Regions from separate parts of the Sus scrofa genome. Here region 1 is linked to region 2. A link is a contact called in public Hi-C data. All regions are on one chromosome and are shown on one strand. The core of a region is the stretch at or near the end of the contact, and the rest is flanking DNA. Distances in the headings are between cores, read along the strand shown.

Region 1 (5,565 bases), core at 1,233-3,732, 140 kb after region 2:
CTATGGTTGGATGAATTATTTATAATTAACTAACTTTGTGCAGTCTTCATGTGTGGAAGGGGCAATAATTGGACCTATCCATTTTTAGTTCACAGGAAACAAGATGCTTTTCATTTTTCATAGTGCCATTTACCTACCACACTTTCTGCCAATGATTTGAATTGTTCAGCTGTAGCATAGCTTCTGTTTTATTTCAAAGCACTCACAACTGGGAGACGATGCCAGTTCAGAGTGCATTAGCCTGAAAGCTCATTTGGTAATGCTGAGAGGTGAGGGCCATCCCCCGGCTTTAGCACAGATGCATGGGGCAAACCTGAGAGCCACAATGTCTGCACCTGAATTCATTCATCTGTAAAGTGAAAATGATCATATTGATGTTAAATCCTAAAAAGAAAAGGATTGGCTGGAAGTTAAAATATTCCCCTGGAAAATGTCTGTGTTCATTCTAAGTCTCCACCATCCACCTTGCCTTAGCATCATGAGGCACTTTGGATCCACAGAACAGAGGAACCCTGTCCACACATTTTGTTCTGAGAAATGGTCTGCATGTTTACTCACTATGTTTACACAGATTCTTAGTCAGTTTCCAAAGCTTCCTCTTTGCAGAAAATTATAAGAATCTCTGTTTGGACTCCTCTTACCCCCAACTCCACTCTCTCCCATAAGTGAGGCTGAAAGCCCTTGGTCATCTTTTTTCATCTGGGTCACACAGGGGGGACAGTCCAGATGTTTACAGGAAGTTCTGTCCCTGGAGTTCCAAGGAGAATCCTTGTTTCAGAATGGACCTCAGTGGAGGAGACAATGCTCTATGTGAGTCCAACTGCTGAAGGTTCAACTTATTTCAAACACAGATACTGCCCTTATGAAGGGCACTAAGAGACTGCTCATGACCTGAAACAGATTTAAACAGAACACAGGAGTCAGCCAGGGAAAATACTAAGCATAAAACAAATGATCTAAAGGCTGAATATAGATACAAATCATAGAGAGCTAGAGTAATTCATTCTGGTTAGGGAAAATCTAGGGTGTATTTACAGACAAACTTAAGCATCTGTGCTGAGACAAGTATGATAAGAGAAGTTCAACAGTCAGAAAAAATTCAACTAGTAAATGGAGATGTTGGGCAGAGAATGCTATGCAGGAAGGAACAGGATAAGCATAGTTATGAAAGCACCAAAACAAAAGCCAGTTTGGCTATTTGGACTGGAGGAGGGTCCCCAAGGAGATAAAAGAGAAGACCGATGAGGAGATAGAGGCCACATTTCACCTCCCAGGTGAATTATTTTGAAATTTATTCTGCCAGCAACATCTACTGCTTGGTTTTACCACTAAGTGATCTAAGGCACTCACTTTTTAATAGGCACATCTGTTCATTTTACCAAAATGGGATGGAATAGGAGGAAACTGAAGGTGTCATCAATTCCCAACTGGGGAGGGGTTGTTCATTTGAAACAATTGATATTTCACAGTTTTCCTATTATTACTAAGTTATCTGTGATGGTAGAGGGCAAACCTTAGGTTGACTCCTGCTGAAATGTAATCTCAGATGTCTGAGAAGTTCCCTATGTCCGGTAACATAGGAGTCACCGCTGCTCTACGAGTACCAAAGTCTGGAATTGCACACACATATGATGGTACCTGAGCCACACTTTCTTCGATGCCTGTGGGTCTTAATTCCAGGTTCCATTTCTTTAATAAGAAAGAGATTCCTTTCATCTGTTTGTCCCATATTTTCCATATTTATACCGCTGGAGAACTTATTTCAATCAATAAAGGTGATTAGTCTTTTTTGTTTTCCTCTGATTTTTAGTATCTGTGCTCTGGAGGTCAGTGTCATATTAATCTGGTACATTGATTTTGCATTTCTAAATGACACCAACCTCAGCCAGGCTGACTCACATTCATTCACTGCTCAGTCGTTCCTAAAGGGTGCTTCCCGATATCCCACAGCGTCATCCTGCCCGGCCCGCTTCTCCCAACAGTTCTAATCCTACCCAGAACATTCTCTCATCTCCCTCTCCCTCCGAGCCCTGTTTGATCGTCCTTTCCTTACAACCAAAGGGGAAATATCAGCAGAGACCTCCCGCCAGCCGGGAGAAGTCTTCAGACACTCACACTCTCAAATTTCCGCCCGCTCGGGCCCCGCTCGTCCCATACCGCAAGGCAGCCACTGCAGCCGGGAACACGCAAGCTTAAGAGACTCCTCCGGTTCGGATCTCGGGGGCGGGGGGGCCGCTGGCCCCACCCCCCTGCCCCGCCTCTCTCCAGCCCCGCCCCACAACCTGCACCCCAGATCTCCTGCTCTCGCTCTCCCGGAGGCCCGAGGCCCTGAGGCCACGCCCCATCTTTTCCCGCCCCGCCCACAGCCCGACTCGCGGTCCCTCGCCCTCCCAGGCCCAGAGGCCCCGCCCCTGCCCCGCCCTCGTTTCGTTCCCGCCCCGCCCCCTGCCCGCGTCGCCGTCTCTCGCCCTCTCCGGGCCGCGCCGCCGGAGCTGGCACTGAGGAGCGGCGGCCGCGGCGGCATTGGGACCTGGGGACGCCAGCGCTCCGCTGGACACTGCGTCCCCCGAGAGCGCCCACGGCGCGCGCATCTGCCTTCTGCGGTCCGGGGCTGCCCGGGGGCGTCCGGCGTTTCCCGAGAGCGGGCGTGTCCAGTGCCGGGCGGGAGACGAGCGCGGGGCCACAGCCTGTTGGAGCGCTGGGGGTGCCGGGCAGGGGGCGCGGGGAGCCCTGCCGGGGACCAAGCGGCCCGTTTCCTTGTGCAGAGCAGTTTTCTCGAACTCTCCGCCTCCGTCTCGTTGGGGCCCACCGCTGCCGGGAGACCCCATCCAGACCTACCAAGGTAAGCAGACTCGGCCATTTAGGGGTCTCTTGTCCCCAATCCACAGCCGGAGGTCGGGGATGGGGAGCGGGGGATAGAGTTGGCCTGTTCGTAGGAAGCGAATAAAAAAAAATGCAACAGGCAGGCAGGGCGGATCAGGAAACTCCTAGCGTTAATGTTTCCCACAGAGAGGAGACTTGTCCAAGACTGAAACTTGCTTAGGTTCTTCAGAAGCCAAGACGGGCAGCTGCGAAGCCGCTCCTTAAGTCTGGGTCTGAGCTCCCTCTGGTGGCTTCTTGTAAGGATGTAAAACGAGGCACAGGCGAGAGAGATTGGAGCAGAGCTCCCACACGTTGTCATGACTTCTCCTTGGAGAAAAGTGCCTGTTCTTGGTAGTTCCCCTTGCAAAGACACCTTCTGATCCCTTGAAACCTAAACCCTCGAACTGAATCAAAATGGTCCTTTCAACTTTCGCTTTTTGTCTCTGAGTCCTTCATGATCCAAACAAGAATGACAGCAGGACTCACCTTGTATTAACTGCACTTGAATTAAAAACATTTTACAAGACTAAAAGCAAGCCACACAGTTAAATACTCCGGGGTAAGTTCTGTCTTGTAGCGCTTGTCTTCTGCCACTATTCATTGTTATCCTAATGTGTGCATTGAAAAGTATAAGAAGAAAAAAGAATCATTTGGTCAAACTTAGATTGTACTTAATAACAGATTTTATTGTGATTCTAAAATTTCTATGAAGGGATGGTAGAGCATTTAAATCTTCCGTTTTTGTCCATTCCCAGCCTACCAGTAGCTTCAGAGAATTTGTTTTGTTTTTCCTCCAGAAAAAGAGTGTCATGAAAAAGGAGCAGAAAGGAGACCTCACTGTTGGTGAAAGGGGAGTTTTCTTTCCCAGTTGGTGGTTACTTCATGATTGGAAGAGAAGTACCTAGGTGGCTGAAGAGATGAGATTTTCCTAGTCATACTGATGAAGCTGATAAACGAAGACAGGAAAATGCTTTCTCTGGGTCATAATGGGCTGATGAGTAAGTAAGCCTGGAAAGACAGATCTGAAATGAGGGCAAGAATTTTGAGTGTTTTAAAACCAAGTAGGACTTTGAACACTTGTTGAGGATATTTTTATCTCAAAAATGGAGGAAGAAAAAATTCTCAAAGCAGGAAGTGTAAAAAGCTGAGAGGAGTAACAACCTAATCCTCTCCAAGAATTTCAGTACTTCATCAACTTCTCTGGACACACACAAGCAAAGGCATCAGGCATCCTATCACAGGTGGTGGTATCCTACGGCAGGAATGATTTCTTAATTTGGATTTGGGAGTGCTTTTTCTTTTTCACAACGTGTGTTTCTTGACTCGTCAAGTTAGGTAGATTGATGTCAAGGAAGTAAATTGTGAATTCATAGTATGTTTGACCTCTGTTTGCTGTGTGATATGGGAAAATTAGAGGTTTTAACCTTCCTTGAAGCTTTATTGAAAGCAGTACTGCGTCAGGGACACAGACCCACAGTATAAGTTTTCTTTTTGGTGACTGTGCTTATTTTGAATGAGCAGAATGTTAGCTGGATTTCACAGCGTATGTGATTTACAGTCTTTGTTTTATCAAGGCCTTAAATGTATGTTTTAAACTCACCAGATGGGAAACACATTGAGTGCTGTGTGTGACACGTACGCCTAAGGAGAGGAACTCCCCGATGGATCATGGCGTTAATGTTTACAGGACATTTCTTATTTTTAGTGTTAGTGATGTTTGCTTTCTCTACTTTTGAGGAATCTGTGAGCAATTACTCTGACTGGGCAGTTTTCACAGATGACATAGATCAGTTTAAGACACAGAAAGTGCAAGATATCAGACCCAACCAAAAGCTGAAGAAAAGTATGCTTCATCCACATTTATATTTTGATGCCGGAGAGATCCAAGCAATGAGACAGAAGTCTCGCACAAGCCATGTGCATCTTTTTAGAGCTATTAGAAGTGCAGTGACAGTTATGCTGTCCAACCCAACATACTACCTACCTCCACCCAAGCATGCTGATTTTGCTGCCAAGTGGAATGAAATTTATGGTAACAATCTGCCTCCTTTAGCTTTGTACTGTTTGTTGTGCCCAGAAGACAAAGTTGCCTTTGAATTTGTCTTGGAATATATGGACAGGATGGTTGGCTACAAGGACTGGCTGGTGGAGAATGCACCAGGAGATGAGGTTCCAGTTGGCCATTCCTTAACAGGTTTTGCCACTGCCTTTGACTTTTTATATAACTTATTAGATGATCATCGAAGACAAAAATACCTAGGAAAAATATGGGCTATTACTGAAGAAATGTATGAGTATTCCAAGGTCCGCTCATGGGGCAAACAACTTCTTCATAACCACCAAGCTACTAATATGATAGCATTACTCACCGGGGCCTTGGTGACTGGGGTTGATAAAGGCTCTCAAGTAAATCTCTGGAAACAGGTGGTAGTAGATGTGATGGAAAAGACAATGTTTCTGTTGAATCATATTGTCGATGGTTCTCTGGATGAAGGTGTGGCCTATGGAAGCTACACAGCTAAATCAGTCACACAGTATGTCTTTCTGGCCCAGCGCCATTTTAATATCAACAACTTAGATAATAATTGGTTAAAAATGCACTTTTGGTTCTATTATGCTACCCTTTTGCCAGGCTTCCAAAGAACTGTGGGTATAGCAGATTCCAATTATAATTGGTTTTATGGTCCAGAGAGCCAATTAGTT
Region 2 (5,410 bases), core at 608-3,107:
ATCATTTCCATCCCAAACCCTCAGTACATCCCCCACCGCCCAACCTGTCTCATTTGGAAACCATAAGCTTTTCAAAGTCTGTGAGTCAGTATCTGTTCTGAAAAGAAGTTCATGGTGTCCTTCTTTTTAGATTCCACATGTCAGTGATAGCATTTGATGCTGGTGTCTCATTGTCTGACTGACTTAACTTTATAAACACTTCCTATAGCTCAATACCAAAAAAATGAACAACCCCATCAAAAAATGGGCAGAAGATCTAAACTGACAGTTCTCCAAAGAAAACATACAGATGGCCAAAAAACACATGAAAAGATGTTCAACATCACTCATTATTAGAGAAATGCAAATCAAAACCACTATGAGGTACCACCTGACACCGGCCAGAATGACCATCATCAAAAAGTCTACAAACAATAAATGCTAAGAGGGTGTGGAGAAAAAAGAACCATATTACACAGTTGGTGGGAATGTAAATTGGTGTAACCATGGTGGAAAACAGTATGGAGATTCCTCAGAAAACTAACAATAGAATTACCATTTGATTCAGCAATGCCACTCCTGGGCATCTATCCAGAGAAAACCATGACTCAAAAAGACACATGTACTGCAATGTTCATTGCAGCACACTATACAATAGCCAAGACATGGAAACAACCTAAATGTCCATCAACAGAAGAGTGGATAAAGAAGATGCAGTACATATACACATATACTCGGTCATTAAAATGAAAGAAATAACAGCATTTGCAGCAGCATGGATGGACCTAGAAATTATCATCCACCATACACCATACTTTTTTAAAAAGTAAATCCTTTTGACCTGGATTTTCTCTTTCTTCATGTTCACCATGCTGATGACAATGGTGTCCCAAAGGAATAAAGACACTAAACAGGAAAGGATATAGACTCCTTGACAGTGATGTGGAGCAATGACGTGCCTGGAATTGGGAGATGTAAAGATCTCCTTGTTCAGCATATTCGATTTAGGATCACTTTGTTATAAAAGCTTAGCTTTACTCAAATGACACAGATCAGTAAGAAGCAAGGGTGGAAGGTGGGAATATCAGGGAGCAGGAGTGACACAGGCAAATTCCCTGAGGAAGCAATGTTCCTGGCACATTTGAGGGCCATCAGAAAACTCTACAGGTGAATGGGGAGAAGAAGGTGAGAGTTGAAAGAGACAACATTGGAGAGGAAAGAGGGTTCAATCCTTTTTTTTTTTCTAATTTTTGTATTTTCTCTAAAGTAGAAGTTATAAAATATGAAATACCTGTAAACTATTTTAAGGAACTTGACTCTAAACATTTTGGGATTCTATTAAAAAGATTAAAATAGAAGAGCAGGAGCTGAGTTGTATTATAAAAGCATTGCTCTGGCCACTCTGCTGAGACTAGTCTGTAAGGAGGCAAAGCAGAAGGAAGGAGATAAATTAGGAAAAAAATATTGATATGAAATCATTTCTTACTTGAATCAAGGTGCTAGCTATGACTGCAGTCAATGTGACTAGGTGGTGAGAAGTGATTAATGTGGATATATTTCGAAATAGAGCCCATAAGTTTTTCTAGACCTTTGGAAAAGGACTGTGAGAAAAAGAAATAACTCAAAGATGATCCCAGTGTTTTGGCTTGAGGTCCTGGGAGAATGAATTTCATATTCTGGGCAAGATGGAACATTTATATATGGATTTTGTCTCTACAATAATTTTTTAAAGTAATGGAAATTGTTCTTTCCCACATCTGAACAAATGTCCTAGAAACTATAAAACAAAGACATGACTAGTGCATATTCAACTCAGACATGAAATTGCAACACTGTCTTATCGGAAATAAGGTTTAATGTTTCACCTCTTCTTCAAGTCACAAAAAATGTGCAGTTGCAACACAGAATTAATCATGGGCTGAGTGAACACACTCTCCAAACTCTTTCTCATTACTGAGCTGCAAGAGGGAAACTTCTTGACAAACTGCTATTTCTCAACATCATCTTTATCATCCTCAAATGTTCTAATTCTGAGTTAGAAAGAGAATCCTGACACCTGGCTGTAAGTTTAAGTTGAACTGCGTCATGCTGCTTAGCTGTTTCTCTGGTCCTTGCCTTGCAGTCACCATGCTGACTCTTTACAATGAATGTGGGTTGGAAGGAGCAGAATCACTCAGTAAAATGTTATCAGTCACTTCACCCAGTTCTGTAATAAGACTAAACTCAAAACATTATTCAAAGGGGCTAGAACACGCAATTTTCAACATTGCAAGTTGCCTTTAACAAAAATATATACATAAGACTATTTTCACTAAAAGTAATTCCTTTATTAAGTAAGGCCCTTCTGACACCAACTTCTGAACTCTAAGTAGTTAGTTCTGATTCCCGGAGGTTTTTATGTGCTACCAACACTTATGATTTGTGAGAGGTATGCTTTCTCTTTGGTAAATTGGGAAGAGTGTTAGTGAAAGGAAGAGAAGGGTTGGCATTAGAGCAAGAGTCTTCCTAGTGTATCAATTTTAGGAAAGAGGACATGTGGACATGGGGAATTTTAAGACTGCCCATGATCAAGTGTCTCTTTCGTGTTGCCTGAGGGGTCTGCATGACCCATGGAAAAGCACAGCATCTGAGAAATGAAATACAGCACAGTTCCCCAGCAGCATTAATCAACACAGTAGTCATGGGTTTCAATATGTTCAATTAAACTTTTTTCAAAAGTAGTGATTCCAAATGACTTATTAAATTCTACTTGTATTGCCTACATTTTAGTTGAACAATTTATGCTTTATCCATGTTATTTTCCCTCCATTGGGCCATTATGTTCTTTTCTCCCTTTTACTATCTTGAGTTGAATACTCACTTCATGTACTACCAGTCTCAATTATATGAGAAAAATGCTAAAATATTAAATGTAAAAATAATAAGTATAACTCTTTCATAAATTCTCCCAAACTCAAAAGGCCATAGGAATATTTTCTATAAGTCCTTCTATCACATTTCTCTGGCCTCAGCTATTGTAATTCACAAATAAACTATGTTCATATAACCATTATCTCATCTAGATTATAAATCTCCTGGGGACCACAATGTCACCCATATGTCTATTGCCTCAGATGAACAGTCTCTGGCATAAGAACAGAGTTTAGAAAAATTGGTATGTGATGGCAGGAGAGCTAATTTTAAGGGACAGGATTTTTCAATCGACTGCTCCACTCTTTTCCTGTTCTCTTCTTTGCTTCTCTTGTAAAATAGTGCCTTTTCTTTATATAACAGGAGGAGAATCTAAAGTGCCTTGTATTCATTTTTGATCCAAAATAGAGTCTTTTGTAGAAGCCTGTAAATAAGTGTTACTAGTCATTACATTGGAAAAGGTATCAACCATTTAAGGCTGTATTAGAAGTTTACAATTGCTATTGCCAGAATGTAGAGTTTTGTGTTGTTTATTGTTTGTGGGGATTAAAATTAAAAATTGAAGTTAAAGTATATGTATAAACATACAAATATATGTACTTTAATTAATTTCATACACTGGATATTCACAGTGAAACAATTCAGCAAAGTTATTTAGATCTATCTTCTTGCCCTTATTTGTGTGTATATTTAGTTCTATGCAACTTTATTACATGCAAAGACTCATGAGACCACTACCACAGTCAAAATGCAGAACAATTTTGTCACAAACTTCCTCAGGCCACCTTTTGTAACACAATCACCTCTCTGTCCTTGATTCCCTAATACATGGCAACAATTAATCCATTCTCCACTTCTATCATTTTAAGAATCCTATCTATATAAAGGAAGCAGACGGTAAGTAACTTTTTGAGATTGGCTTTTATCATTCAGCATAATTTCTTTAAGATCTAGTCTAGTTGTTCTAGGTATCATTAGTTTGATTCTTTTTATTGCAGAATAGTGATCTATGGTATGAATGTAACAGTTTGGTTAACCATTATCACACGGAAGGAAATGTGGGATGTTTCTAATTTGGGGCTATGAATTTTTGTGTCAGTTTCTTGTGAGCACACATGGTTCCACTTTTCAGGAATAAATATGCAAGTGTGTATTTGCTGTGCTATGTGGATAGTATCTGTTTAGTTTTGTAAGAAGCTTCCATATGTGTTTTCAGAGTGGCTTTACCACTTTACATTCTCACTGGCAATGCATGAGTGACACTAGTTCTCTGAATCCTCATCAGCATTTGGTTTCATGACATTTTTTAAAATTTAGTCATAAGTTAATAAGGAATCAGCTTGTTCTAGGGAAGAAATATGACATAAGAAGAATCTTGTGAAAGCAGTGTCTGGCCCACATGAACTTCACAGATGAATTAATTAACCATAGCTGAACTTGGCTTCCTTTGTCAAGTCTTGTGATGTTATTACATTTCCAAAGTTTCTTTTGTGAAATTTTGCCTATGTTTTCCTATCCTGAGATTTCTTGGAGGACACTGTGTGTGTGTGTGTGTGTGTGTGAGAGAGAGAGAGAGAGAGAGAGCGTGCGTGCGAGTGCACGCACTGTGTGTGGGGGGAGGTTGGCCATCATCGTAAGAATGGTGACATTATGGATTCATAATGGCTTGAAATAGAGAATCAGGTTTACACTTTTCTGTTTCCTAACAGTTATTTATTATTTTTGCCAAGTCTTACCTATTTAATTTGCCGGATACTTCTTATGAATATCTCTTCCTTTGCATTTTCACAATCACCAACATAACTCAGATCCTCATTTTTCCCAATGTTTATTGCCTCCTATTCTTCCCCTTCTTTCCAATTACATTTTGCTCAATTCAAGCACATGTACTACATCTTGAATCATATCCTGGCCACATCCATAAACTTCTAATAGCATATATTTTCTACAGAATTAAATAAATTCATCCCCATTTAGAATGTTCCTCAATATGTTACCACCTGTCTTAAAACGTTCATTCTGCCTTTTCTCTCCTCATTATCCTCTCAAACTGGATTACTTACTTTTATTTAAAATACCCATTTATTCTCCTATCTGGATAATTTCATTTCTCCATCCCTCTTTGAATATTTACTTCCTGAGAAATCTTCCTCACTTTCAAAGTTCTTTGCTAATGCCAATTTTATTGATAAATTCTAGTAATATTTTATCTATATTTCTTTTAAAATTCCTACACTATTATATCATAACATAGTTATTTTTCCACTTATAGCCCCACATGAGCTCCTTGAGAGTAAAGGTAAATTATGCCTTATTTTCTATCCCACGTGTATGCATTTGCTTGGCCACCATAACAAGATACCACAGACTGGGTGACTTAAACAACATACATTTATTCCTCACACTTCTAGATGCTGGAAGTGTAACTCAAGGTGCCAGGCAATTGGGTTCCCCGGTGAGGACCCTCTTCCTGGATGGCTACATTTTCCCTGTGCCTCTCATGGCAGAGAGAGAAGGAGAG

The links. Hi-C and Micro-C count contacts between places; a contact is called where the count stands out from the background.
Region 1: a Hi-C map of embryonic fibroblasts shows a contact between it and region 2, with 2.0 times the contacts expected there. The contact joins the promoter of DSEL here to the enhancer-like site in region 2. A contact is called at or near these places in 4 of 47 Hi-C or Micro-C datasets (embryonic fibroblasts, epiblast stem cells, fibroblasts and 1 more).

What each region holds. Positions count from the first base shown.
Region 1 is chr1:154,916,850-154,922,414 of Sscrofa11.1, forward strand. It overlaps DSEL (dermatan-sulfate epimerase-like protein), which reads left to right and starts at 2,483. Exons shown (of 3, transcript XM_021099387.1): 1 at 2,483-2,842; 2 at 3,660-5,565. The coding sequence starts at 4,531. LOC110261617 (a long non-coding RNA gene) reads right to left here and starts at 2,222. Exons shown (of 3, transcript XR_002345981.1): 1 at 2,116-2,222.
Region 2 is chr1:154,780,829-154,786,238 of Sscrofa11.1, forward strand. No RefSeq gene overlaps it. Among named protein-coding and RNA genes, the nearest start is that of DSEL, 140 kb to the right of the region's middle. Within about 2 kb of position 1,858, at least 3 of the 83 cell types and tissues checked have an H3K27ac peak or open chromatin away from gene starts, as enhancers often do. A contact at or near this core is called in embryonic fibroblasts, where this site is marked.